3 separate regions of the Anser cygnoides genome follow, and regions 1 and 3 are each linked to region 2. The links are chromatin contacts, called in public Hi-C maps. All regions are on one chromosome and are shown on one strand. Each heading gives the region's core, a stretch centred on a gene start, on an enhancer-like site or on the middle of the called end of the contact. The rest is flanking DNA. Distances are from core to core; before and after follow the strand shown. Region 1 holds the start of CAMK1D (calcium/calmodulin dependent protein kinase ID). Region 2 holds the start of OPTN (optineurin). Region 3 holds the start of NUDT5 (nudix hydrolase 5).

Region 1 (4,245 bases), core at 434-2,933, 300 kb after region 2:
TGGGCAGGCACGAATGTCACCAGCCGGGCGGTGTTTCCACACCGTGCTCACCCCCACACGGGTGCGTGACCCCCCCCCTCCAGATGAAGCACCCAGCCCGCTTCTCACTCGCACTTGGTGTGCAGGAAATCAGCAGAAGCAGAAATACTCTGTTTGTAGAGAGCCCTCCCTTGGAAGCAGAAAGAAACTGAAATATTACGGCCGAAACTTGTTCAGCCGTGTTTTGGAAGTGGCACGCGGAGCACAAAACGCGCTGCTTGGGCTCGGCGATGCTTTACTTAGAGACGTGCTCGAAGTTGAATTTACACCGGGGGGGACATGGCGATAAAGCACCCGTCCCATACAACCCAGCGTTCACGTCCTCGCCCACCCACACGGCAGCCCGCACCCTGCCCTTCCCCAGCAACCGCGGCTCTCTGCCTCTACAACATCCGACGAGCGAAAATTTCTCTCAACAGAAATAAAACTCCCCGCTCAGCCAAAAAAGCATCAGCCTGCACCCTGCTCCCTTCCACCATCTGCGCATGTTTATTCTGAGCCTTCCGAAAAAAAAAAAAGAAAAAAAAAAAAAACTCCAACGTTTTACTAATCTTTATGCCCCGCCACTATAAATAACAGAAATAAAGCCCAACAACAGTTAAGCATCGTAGCTAAAGCACATCCAATCCACTCCGATTATTTCTGCTTGTCCGTCCACGAATGGATGCAGCCATCAGCTTTAGGGGACAGCATGCAAGTCAGACCGCATTTATTTACAGTGGCACCGTCAAGAAAAAGCCTTTCCCCATCTCCCTATCCTATTAACATTTTAAACCGGGGGGTGGGGGGGGGTCTTTTTTTTCTTTATTTTTTTCTTTATTTTTTCTTTTTTTCCTTTCTTTTTTCTTTTTCCTTTTTCTTTTTATCTTTTTCCCTTTTCTTTTTTTCTTATTTTTCTTTTTTCTTATTTTTTTCTTTCTTTTTTCTTTTTTCTTTTTCTTTTCTCTTTTTCTTTTCTCTTATTCTTCTCTTTTTCTTTTTTTTTTCTTTCTTTTCTCTTTTTGTTGTTCTTTTTTTTTTATTATTTAATTTTTTTTTTGGGGGGGGGTAGCCCAGCCGCCTGCCCCGCAGCCACCCTCATCCCTCACCTCCTACCAACCCCCCCCCCCGGTGCCGTTTGTCCCGGGATTCCCAAACCTCCCCGGCTCGGTGCCGGGCGGGATGCTCGGAGCGACCCCGGCGGCAGCCCCCGCGCAAATCCCCCCCGCGCAAATCCCGCGCAGCGCAGGGACGGCGCCTCCCGGCCCGCTCCGCTCCCCGCCACCTACGTCCCCAGCGTCTCCTTGAACTCGAAGATCTTCTTGATGTCCTCCGCCTGCTTCTTCCAGGAGCCGCCGCCGTCCCCGTTCTCCCGGGCCATGGCCGCTCCGCGCAGCCCCGCGCAGCCCCGCGGATGCCGGGCGGCACCGAGCCGCCTGCGGCTTTTGCTTTCTCTTCTGAGAAAGCAGCGGCTGCTGCTGCTGCCTCTGCCGGCTCTTCCTCCTCCTCCTCCTCCTCCTCCTCCTCCTTCTTCTCCTCCTCCTTCTCCCCTTCCTCCTCCTCCTCCTCCTCACACTTCCTGCCCGCCGCCGCTTTTATTTCCTCCGCGCTCCGGCGGGCTCCACGAGTGCCACTTTTCCTGGGCTATTTCCTCCCAACTTTCTCTGCCCCCCCCCCCCCCCTTTCCCCTCGTCCTCCCCCCCTCCCCCCTCGCCCCTCCCCGTGCCACCCCCGGGGCTGCCCCGTGTCCCCCCCCGCCTCCTTCAGCACCCTCAGGGACACTTTGGTCCCCCCACTCCGGGAGGAAAAGTCCCTTTTTTTTTTTTTTTTCTTTTTTTTTTCTTTTTTTGAGGGAGGTCACTGATTCCCCCCCCCCCCCCCCTACCCCCCCGCTGTCCCCAAGCAGGGCGTGCGGGGGCCCCGTTGGATGCTCCGAGCCTCCCGGGCGCGGTGCGGCTGTGCGCGGTTGTTATGGCAATGGGAGGAGGAGGAGGAGGAGGAAGAAGAAGAAGAGGGGGAGGAAGAAGAGGAGGAGGAGGAGGAGGAGGAGGCAGCCCCGCCGCTGCTCTGCTGCCTGGCGCTGCCCCTCCTGACTGAATGACTGGAGATAATTCGCATTGCACCAAAACCGCGCACGTCAAACGGGAGGGGAGGGAAAGCAAAGAGATAAAAAAAAAAAAAAAAAAAAAGGGAAAGCGGGGGAAAAAAAAAATAAAAATTAAAAGCCACACCGCAGGCGGCCGGGCGGGGTGGTCCGGAGCTGCGCGGGGGATGCGCGGGGATTGCGCGGGGATTGCGCGGGGGATGCGCGGGTTTTGCGCGGGGTTTGCGGTGCCCACCGTGAGCGCAGCCGCCCCGTGGGGGCCAAAAGTGGCCCCCAGCCCCTTGCCCACCCCGCAGCGGGAGCGAGGGGCAGGATGCGCCCCCGGTGACACGGCAGAAATACGCGCTAAACCCGTGGGTAGGTTTCCCGTTAATGTCTTGCAAATAGGTAAAGCGCAAAAAAAAAAAAAAAAAAAAAAAAAAGTGGATTTCTCCTCCAAGTTGGGAAGTAAAAAGGCAGGTGCGGACCCACGGGTGTTTTTGGGGGCGGCTCAAACCCTTGGTCATCAAATGAGGCGGCTGAAAATGAGGCGTGACACGACTAAATATTGCATCGACTCGTAAACAGATGTGAATGCGCGCCTAACTGCTTAAAATGTGCCGTGTCCTTTCACAGAGTCCTTAAAATCCCACTTTGGAAAGGGATTTTCCGGACCGCTCATCATTTATGAGCACGGGAGCTTTCCCCTGGGGCTCCCACTTCCACGCGGGTTTGGAGCCTGGGGGAGCTCAGCCGGGTGGGGAGGTGTAAATTTGGGGAAAACACCGAGGCAGGCCGGGGTGTTTGGGCAATGCTACCCTCTGCTGGGCACAGGCACACGGCTGAGCGTGTGCCAGCTCCTGCATTAATTAGTGCCCTCTCTAATGCAATGCTTTGGTGGCCATCCCGCCCCATGGGTGGCCCAAATCGCTTGGGATTCCCTGCGATGGGTGCTTGTGTGTTGTCCCAGTATGTTCTTGGAGCAGCCAAACCTTTCCTTCTGCTGCTGGCTTACCCACATCCTCCTGCTCCCCATGGGGATCCCCTTCGTCCCATCAGCCTTCCTTCCCCGTGTCCGTGTCCCCAGGGATCCCCAAGCTGGTGGCCCCCGCCTGAGAAGTGATGGGGGTGGGACAGACCCAAAAAGATGCAGCCGACACCGAATAATTTTCCCTCCAACCCACACCAATGTTGTATTTTCTCCCTTTTTCACAAGATAATAAATCACTTGGGGTCAGAAATGCCATGTTGAGATTTTTGGGGTTGCTGAACGGGGCTGCCAAAAGTAACCTGCTGTCCTTGGGAGAAAATTGAGACAATCTGAGGCCAAAAGGGGCAAAAGCGATCATCTGCCCTGACCTCCAGCCTGACAGAGGCCGAAGGGTTTCATCAGTCCATGAGGCTGGTGCCATAATTTATCCTGGAGCCGTGGCATAGCCAAACCACTCACTGCCATTATTTCTGAAGTCGTGTTTGCCCGTACAGCATCATGCTATAATCTCACTGCCCAGGCAGCATCGCCCGCTTTGCCATTCTAACTTTCAGCACACAAAAATTTTACCTAAAATTACCCAAATCCTTGCCCGTGCTGCAATTTCTAAGCATAATGCCAGCCTGTAAATCTAAGTTTTCTTTTCCCAATTTAGCCCGCGCTTTTAACATCCCATAAATATGCTTTTTTGTGTGTGTGTGCGTGATAACTTGTATTTGAAATAACCAGTAATGTATAAAATCTCGGGAGCCATTGCACTTTTAATGAGAAGCGGAGGAGACACTCCTATTAGGAAGGGCCCCCTGGCACAATAGATGGTAACGGCCCCTTTAGAGTCATTACTGTCTGTCACGTCAGGCTGTAATTTTGCTTGATTGACAGTCTTCTGCAGAGCCATTGTGGAGCACTGAGTTATTTGAAGAACAGGTATTTAAAAAAAAAAAAAAAAAAAAAAAAAAATCGTTTAAGAAAACTTCTCTCTGTAGCAGGGCGTGTGGCAGTGAAGTGGCTCCGGATGGCTGTATCCAGTATTTGATTACTTACAACCAGATTACAAAACATTAATATAGTGGCAACATGAAGCACACAGAAATGCAAAAATCACGATTGCCGAGGAGACATCAGTCCCGTCCCCTTTTGTGGCTGCTTGGGG
Region 2 (4,567 bases), core at 608-3,107:
AGGCTTAAATCATTAGGCATTTTCAGAGAAATCTAATGGTCTCTCCCAGATAGACCAAGCTATGACTGTTACTTCCTTTTGAAGCACAGAAGGTGCTACCACAACTAAACTTTCGAAGTGGTTACTACACACAGTGTAGAACAGTCTGCTTCAATTCCCCTCGCTACCTGAGAGGATTCAGCACCTTTCAGAGAATATCTTAACCAGAACTATTCTGGATGTCGTGGACTACCTATCCACTTTGCTGATGTAGCTATGACAAAATGTTAGTCTATCTGTAATGGAGATGCTCAACCATTCTAAAATACAAACCAAAAAAAGCTCTTAAAGGCTGATGAGCAAAATCTCCTAAAATACACAATGCAATTCTGACTGTGTGTGTAGTTCTGAAGCAACTAAGTCACTCATAAATTGGGCTGTTCTCCCCCTAATCTTCCATACTGATTCAACTTGATGTGTCCTATCAATTGGCCTTGCCACTTGCAGAGTTGCTTGTACAGTGAATGCTACCCAGATATAAAACGTCATCCAGCAAGGGCACAGAATTCATACCCGCAGGAAAAGAAAAACAAACAAACAAACTGCAGAAGAGACTCCTTTTGCATTTCAAGACAGATCTGCATTCACATTCACCTTTTAACTCGTTGTTCTCAGTGATCAGTTCTTTCATCTGCTGTACCATCTCTTCTGGTGTGTATGTGCTGAGGGTGGGGGCAGCCGCACCGTCCGTCCCGTTTTCCATTTTGCTCCTGGGATGCTCTCCATTTTCAGCAGGACGGCTCTGCACCTTGCTGGACATCTCTGAAGCGACCACTACAAGGTCAGTAATGAGAAAAACATGATTTCTTGCCAAATAGCTACTTAGAAAGAAAATACGACACTTTCATTTCACCTGGACGAGCTGTGCATCCAGTCATAGCATGCAGGGACCACCCGATCCCTCTGACCCCACTACTCCAGAACACCCACGAGTCTCTATATCCCATTAACCCCCTCAGAGAGAGGACTGGATGAATAAAGCTGAGACATCCACAAGTCTCTATATCCCATTAACCCCCCCCAGAAAGAGAGGGCTGGATGAATAAGGCATTTGATTCCTGAGACATCTTGGATGAGTAACACCGAGACGTTTCTCAGCCTAAAACCGTTCCTTGGGAGCCCCTTCCTCTGGGAATGAAACATAAAAAGAAGCTTTAATCCCCTTCCCTGCACACTAGGAAGCCTTTAAGGGCAGCAAAGCCGTGTTTCACCCACTCTCCCCGTCCCTCAGGCGCACCCAGCAGCCTCCCCGGGGCTGGGGGACCCCCCCCGGGGCTGGGGGACCCCCTGCCCACCCACACACCCCTACCAGGAGGCCTCGAAAAGCTCTCGGTCCCCTTTACCGCCGGGATTACATTTCCGCCGCCTCCCTGCCAGCTTTCGTTTTCTCTTTCCGTCGCAGTTTGCTTCGCCGGGGGAGGCGCTGAGGCGGCCGCCTCCGTGCCCAGTCACGGCTCTCCCCTTGCCTTGCCTTCCCCGTAGGCCCACCCCGGAGCCGCTGAGTCACCGGCCACGGCCGCCTGCGGCCGGCGGCAGGGACAAGCGACCTCCCCGGTCCCCTCCCGGCCCCGTCGCCTCAGCGCCCCGCGGGGGCCGTGCCCGCCGCCGCCCCGCTCACCCCGCTCACGCCGTGCCCATGGCGGCGGCCGCCCGCATCGGCTGAGTGCCGAGAGCCGCCGTCTCCGCCTTCCCCCGCGGGGATTTCCCCAGCTCGGAGCGGCCTCTGGGCGGCACTGCCCGGCCGGGCGGGTCTTGACAGCCGGCCCCCTTTAGGCGCTGGCCCACCGCTGGGAGGTCTCCCCGGAGCCTTCTCTTCTCCAGGCTGAACACCCCCAGCTCCCTCAGCCTGGCTCCACAGCAGAGGGGCTGCAGCCTCTGATCATCCTCGTGGCCTCCTCTGGACTCGCTCTGATACATCCCTGTCCTTGTGCTGGGCCCCAGAGCTGAACGCAGGCTCCAGGTGGGGTCTGACGAGAGCAGAGCAGAGGGGGACAATCCCCCCTCCCTGCCCTGCTGCTCACACTGCTTTTGTTTGGACGCTGTTGGCTTTTTTGGGCTGCAAGTGCACGTTGCTGGCTTGTGTTGAGCTTCTTGTTAACCCCCTAGGTCCTTCTCCTCAGGGCTGCTCTCCATCCATTCTCCTCCCAGCCTGGATTTGGGCTTGGGATTGCCCTGTCCCAGGTGCAGGACCTTGCATTTGGTCTTGTTGAACCTCATAAGGTTCACACAGCCCCACCTCTCAGGCTTGTCCAGGTTCCTTCCCTCCAGCGTGTCGACCGCACCACACAGCTCAGTGTTGCTGGCAAACTTGCCAAGGGCGCACTCGATCCCACTGTCCATGTCACCGACAAAGACGCTAAACAGCACCGGTCCCAGATACCCTGCAGAGGGGAGAGTACCAAGGGCAGAGCATCCTGCTGAGCCTGGCCCTGGGGCTACTGAGGAAGACAGGCTCCTCTGAGGACAGGTCCCCATCTGCATGGGCCTCCCTCGGGTTCTGCTTCACGGGGCTCTATGTTTTTCCTGTCAGGGTAGAGGCCTTGCAGGTGGCAGAGCAGCCAAGTCCCACACAACCAAAGGCTGCAGGACAGATAAGCACGCCCCACCACATCAGCCCCCCACTGACCTGCGATGAACCGTGTGTGTAGGGTAGGTATGGAGAAGGGAGCTCTATGTCCTTCACAGCTCCATGGCCTTGGCCCACATCTGGGCACACAGCAACTCCCTTCCCGTACAAGTTTCTACACAGAGGAGGCAGCGGGTGGGATCCAGTGGGGACCCAAAGCAAAATCCAGCAGGGAAGATGAGGGCTGCAGTCAGTCCTTTGGAAGGTAGCTGCCCTACCAGGCAGGCTCTCTTATGTTGGATTAGAGGGGCTTCATCACACTCTCTGTCACCATCTTCCAACTCAGATAGCTGTGTACCCTGGGAACAATTGGCTTTACTAATAAAGATGGAAGCAAAAAAGGCATTCAGTACCTCAGCCTTATCCTTATCTTTCATCACTATGTTTCCCCTCACAACCAGTAAGGGATGGAGATTCTCCTTAGTCCTTCTTTTGCTGTTGATGTGTTTATTAAAGCATTTCTTATTCTCCTTTACTGCACTAGCCAAACTGAGTTCCAGTTGGGCTTTGGCCCTTCTAATTTTCTCACTGAACAACTTGACAGCAGCTCTATAGTCCTACTGCATTGCCTGCCCCTTCTTCCAGAGTTCATAAACTCTTTTTTTTTTTTTTTTTTTTTTCTTTTTTTTTCCTGAGCTTCTGAAGAAGCTTTCTGTTTAGCAAGGCTGGTCTTCTTCACTGCCAGCCTGAGTTTCAGCACATTGGCATGGCCTGCCCCTGTGCCTTCAAGATTTATTTCTTGAAGAAAGTCCAGCCTTCCTGCACTCCTTTACCTTCCAGAATCAGTCCCAAGGGACTCTGGCAACCAGGTCTCTAAATGGGCCAAAATCTGCCTTCTGGAAATCCAAGGTAGCAGTTCTGCTAACTGCCTTCCTTGCTTCACCAAAGATCAAAAACTCTATCATTTTGTGATCGCTGTGCCCAAGACAGCCTCCAACCATCACATCACCCCCAAGTCCTTCCCTGTTTGCAAGCAGCAGGTCAAGTGGGACACCCTCCCTAGCTTGCTTCTTCACCACCTCTGTCAGGAAGTTATCCTCCCCACACTCCAGGAATCTCTTAGACCGTTTTCTCTCTGTCGTACTGTATTTCCAGCAGACAACTGGGAATTTGAAATCCCCCATGAGAAAAAGGACCAGAGATCGCAAGACTTCTAGTTGCTTATAGAATATTTCATCTACCTTTTCATCCACCTTGGGCTGTCTATATGAGACTACCACCATAATATCTGCCTCATTAGCTTTTCTTCTGTCTCTTAGCCAAAGAAACTCAACTTTTTCATCACCATAACCAAGCTTCATGTAGTTTAGGCATTCCCTAACGTAATCCTTTCCTTCTCCACCTCTCTCTCCTGCAGAGCCTGTAACCATCTGTCCAAGCACTCCAGGCACGTAAGTTGTCCCACCATCTCTCGCTGAGGCCAATGATATCATAGCCCTGAGACTTAACTAAAACTTCCAGTTCCCCTTGTTTATTGAAGAAACAATAGAGGAGGATATCAAGAGGATTGGTTAGGAAAGGTTTCTCATTACACTAGAACTAAAAAGTGCCCCAAGAAATGATCAGACAACAGCTGTAAATTGAACAAAATGAGATGCTTTTCATACAAGACTATGATTACATTTTAGTAAATATTGCCACAGGATACTGTAGAGATGACTAGATTAGGAAGGGATTAACCACACTCAAGGGACACGGCCTATTTATGTCTGTTAAACATTGTGGTTGGATGCAGTTTCTGACTTTCTATGGAGTAAGCCAGAAGCTTACTAGTACAAGGAAGAGAAGGGTGGTGGACAGTGGACACTGGTAGGGACCCATCCTTTTACTAGGTTACCAGCTGAGAAATTTCAGCATTCAAACCCTGGCTGCAGGTTACCAGTCTCCCTAGAAATCAAACCA
Region 3 (4,018 bases), core at 553-3,052, 360 kb after region 2:
TTTCTTGTAATTTTAGTCACAAATCATCCTTGAATCTGTCACTGCAGGAGAGAGCAAATTCTGTTGAAAAGAGCTTCTGGCATGAGATGAGCTCCTAGGGTGTATTTGTAATTGATGTAGGTAAGTATTAATACTGTTATAGAAAGCATTAATAAAGTTGCATATGAGATTTTGGGAACAACTGTGGTAATCTGTTTGAGAGAGATACGCAGATGCAGTTAATGTAGAAGGGTTACGATGATCAATGGAAGGGGATTTCTTTTGAGGGGGGATTAAAAGAGGAATAGTTATTCAGCCAGTCCTAAAAAAAGTTTAAGATCAACACCATTTGCTATCTCCTGTCTTTGATAGGTACATATTGTCAATCAGAAAGCTTATAATTCTTTCCAAACATTGGAGGTGCATTTCTTGTAGCTAGCTATGTGAATTTTCTATATTTTTGAAGCTGGATACTTAGGGCGTCGCACAGAGCCTAGTTTGACTGTCTCCTATGGATGACCAGGAGCCTTTTCAAACCAGTATGCTGGGCTGTGGTTCTTTTGCATGAGTTTCATGGAAAGCTTAATACTGTATGTTAGACTCACAGCGAGATACTGTGACTGTTTGCCAGTCACGTCTCTTAAATCCTAAGTGAGGAGGGTTTGAGTTAGCTTAAGAACAAACGGGCAACACTAATTGAACTAATATGGGATAAACGTAAGATAAGCAAGTAAGGTCCTAGAACAGTTTTTCATAGTAGTGGTAAGGTAGGCAATAACACTACATAATTTTAAGATGAAGCATCATTTCTTTTAGAAAGGATAATATAATGTAATTTTAGGATTAAAAAAGGGTAATATATTTTTGAAATGACAGAATTGGATTTAGTAAGTGAGGGTTCCTGTGCAAGTTTTATGTTACCTAAAGACAATTTGAAACTTTGACAACCGCTATGATGTACTGCATCCAACAAGACTGTCTTAAGATTTAAGAAAGAGCCTGCCCTTTGTACTTACTGAGGAAATGGATTTATGTACATTAGTTGTAATCCTTCTGATAACCAGACATAGCTTGTACTGTCTAGTCCTCTGAACTACTCTGTGAAGTTAAATACAAATCTTATATGTAAGAAAGCTGGTATAGCTCCATGCTCATGTATGTTTCGCAAGTGTGCTGTAGATTTTATCACAGAAGGATAAAGTAAGAATGAAAGTGCTAAAATTGGGCGTGACAGAGGTGAGCACTCACAGCATATAGTGTTCATTGCTAGAGAATCCTTATTAAACTATAGTTGGAGTCAAGGGAAAGGTTCCTGTTGACTTCATGGAAAGATTACAACCTTAAATGAACTCTTGAGAATAACAGAGATCTCTGAGATCTTGTCTCTCCTGGCATCTAAACTGAGTTGCTTCTTTGCACTGTCTTTTTATTTAAAATTAATTTTCAGGGCTTCAGTACAGGAACATAATATCAAAGATGAGCTTCCTTGGAATAATAGTTTCTGTGCCGAAAGTGCTGCATATCTCAGCAGTGAGACAGCCTTGCTTTGGGCATATCCAGGTGCCTTTTGCACGGTGTTGGCCACACCATTCCTAGTAAGGGAGAGTGACGTGCTTTGATCACGCTAACTCCACGTGCCACCTAGACTTGCAACACACAGGTGACTTTTTGACCTTGGAGTTTTTTTTGGGGGGGAAGAATTGAGCCATTTATGTACGTATATGTGATGTATGTAGGTTCTGGTTCTGATTCTTTCTCAATAATGTGCAACTTCTACTCCGGAAGTCCTTCTGGTGTAAGTTTTTTTTCCACTTTGACAGTGGAGTGCTTAGACTTGTTGTGGCAATGCTGCATTGACACTTCACTGAGCAGAATGAAACAATTCTACTAAATGGATCAACTTTGCTTCTGCGTGTGCCTGACCTTTGAACGGGTAAGGAGGGTATCTTCAGCCAGCACAGCTGTTCTGCAGTTGATAGGACTGTTACCAACTACGTAAGTCTGGGATTTGACCCAGACTTCCTTCGAAACCATCAGGTGGAGCTGAAAATGTGAATTGCACTTGCCATCACATGCTGTTAACTTTCTCTGGCAAGTTGGATTTGTTAATTTAGAATGCAGAAATGAACCTTTTAACTTTACTCTGAAAGCAAATATTGACTTTGTTTCATAGTAGTCTGGACTTTGCACAGGAGGGGAAAAGCCTGACATTCCTGAAAATGGCAACTGAGACATCCGCAGAAGTTCCGAAAACTGCTAGGCAATTCGTCCTTAAAGAAGAGGTATAACATGTTTGGTTTTGACACGTTTTATTGCTAAATAACAACTAGCTGAGACAGATCAGAATGTTTGTGAGTGCAGAGTAAGAAATGGTATAGATGCTGTAGGTTTGTAAAATCTATTCAGGCAGAGCACTTCTTCCTGATGGTCAAAGAGTTTAAAGAAGGTGACGTGGATGAGGAATATGTAATTCTTTTTGCGAAACAATCATACAAATTATCAAGGAGAGGGAGAGAAATCTACAGTGTTCAGTTTTTTTAAGCTTCAGCTTTTTTTTTCCTAATTTTATAGCTGTTTGTTGTATTGTCTGTTCAGGCTGTTTTCAATATTAAGAAATAATGTTGATTCCTCTCAGATACTGTAGAAATGGGTAGATTGTGAAAATGCTGTCTGTTCCTCTAAGATGAACCTCTAAGAGTTGCCTTAACATTTAGGATTTTATCTTCTCTGATATTTTCTGGAAGGATTTGAATTTAGATGATTGCTGTTCTAAAGACGTTAGTAAGGAGGTAGTAATATTTGTCAAAAACACTGTAGTTGCACCTTACCTTTACAGAATCAGAAAATATCAGGTCTTCAGAATGGAATTCTGAGGTACTTCTGGCTGCTTTTTAGGAGCATTTTCACCATAATTGAAACTATGAGTTTTTTTAGACCTTAGAACCTGTTTTGTTTTTGTTTTTCAGGTAATACTTGAATTTTATGCTCCTTTTTCTTCATAATACCTCTTAGGTTTTCTCCTTTGTAATATTGCACTCTTCAGTGTCATTAGAAGTTCATAATTAGATCTTAACATCTTCTAAGCCATTTAGCTTTTCGGTCATTTTCTGGGCATAGTTGAGGAGAATGTTTACCATGTGTCTGCCAGTCACCCTTATAGTGAAAGTGTTTTGGTCTTCAGCACCTGTGTGGCTTGATGTTGGAGAATCTTCTTTCGTGAACGTAGCTGCTGATCTTATTTTCTTCTACCTGCTTCTGGGAACCCACAGTCAGGCTGTTGTGAGCGAAAACACGTGGTATTTGCCCGTCAAAGTAATAGATCAAGCCATAAAAAATTGCTCATTCTAAAACTGAGTATGGTTAGTAGAACACGCCCTGAAAAGTGCCGTTGGGCCCTAAGTAAGGAGCTCTGCAAGGCAAGAGTTATGCTTCTAGGCCAGCTTCCAAAAGGTTTTAGTTGTGCACCTGACAAGGTGGGTGACAATAACGTTTTATTTTACTTTTAGGGAAACCTGGCAGCTTTCAGTTTCCTCACCCTGTAAGCAGTTAGCAGCAAGGCTTTCACCTCACTGTACCTCATTGTACATATTTATGCTGCGTGGCCTAGAGTACTTTTTAATTACTGCTCCGTGACAGTAGAGGCCAAAAGCTGTACTTAAGAATACCAGATGAAAAACAAGACCCTTTGTTTGACATTGTTTGTTTTGTATGCTTAAAATCTACATTTTGTCCTTTTGTTGTCTTTCTGGAGTTCGGATAGGTCAAATCTCTTACAGACTAGTGATTTCTTTTTCCTCTAGGACTCCTGGCACCTGATCTTTTCCTGTTTTTCAGCCATTTTCCCCTTTCTGCTTAGCAAACAATAACTTGGCGACAGTGGTAGTGATCTGCCAGTGCTGTTGAATGCTGCAACAAACTACAACCAATAGCCTAGTCCTTCGCTTTCTCTGCAGTGTTTAAAAAATTCATTAACACAAACATTTGGCTGTGTTTGTTTCTTCAACTGAAGCATATTGGTTCTTCTCCTTGGACAACCAGT

What was found. Hi-C and Micro-C count contacts between places; a contact is called where the count stands out from the background.
Region 1: a Hi-C map of liver shows a contact between it and region 2, with 4 times the contacts expected there. The contact joins the promoter of CAMK1D here to the promoter of OPTN in region 2. A contact is called at or near these places in 4 of 7 Hi-C or Micro-C datasets (granulosa cells and liver).
Region 3: a contact with region 2 is called in a Hi-C map of liver, with 2.0 times the contacts expected there. The contact joins the promoter of NUDT5 here to the promoter of OPTN in region 2. A contact is called at or near these places in 3 of 7 Hi-C or Micro-C datasets (granulosa cells and liver).

What each region holds. Positions count from the first base shown.
Region 1 is chr1:6,857,713-6,861,957 of Taihu_goose_T2T_genome, reverse strand. CAMK1D (calcium/calmodulin dependent protein kinase ID) reads right to left here and starts at 1,683. Exons shown (of 11, transcript XM_048062699.2): 1 at 1,308-1,683. The coding sequence starts at 1,399.
Region 2 is chr1:7,158,211-7,162,777 of Taihu_goose_T2T_genome, reverse strand. OPTN (optineurin) reads right to left here and starts at 1,857. Exons shown (of 14, transcript XM_048062491.2): 1 at 1,658-1,857; 2 at 634-813. The coding sequence starts at 799.
Region 3 is chr1:6,795,292-6,799,309 of Taihu_goose_T2T_genome, reverse strand. NUDT5 (nudix hydrolase 5) reads left to right here and starts at 1,802. Exons shown (of 10, transcript XM_013197085.3): 1 at 1,802-1,912; 2 at 2,172-2,261. The coding sequence starts at 1,871.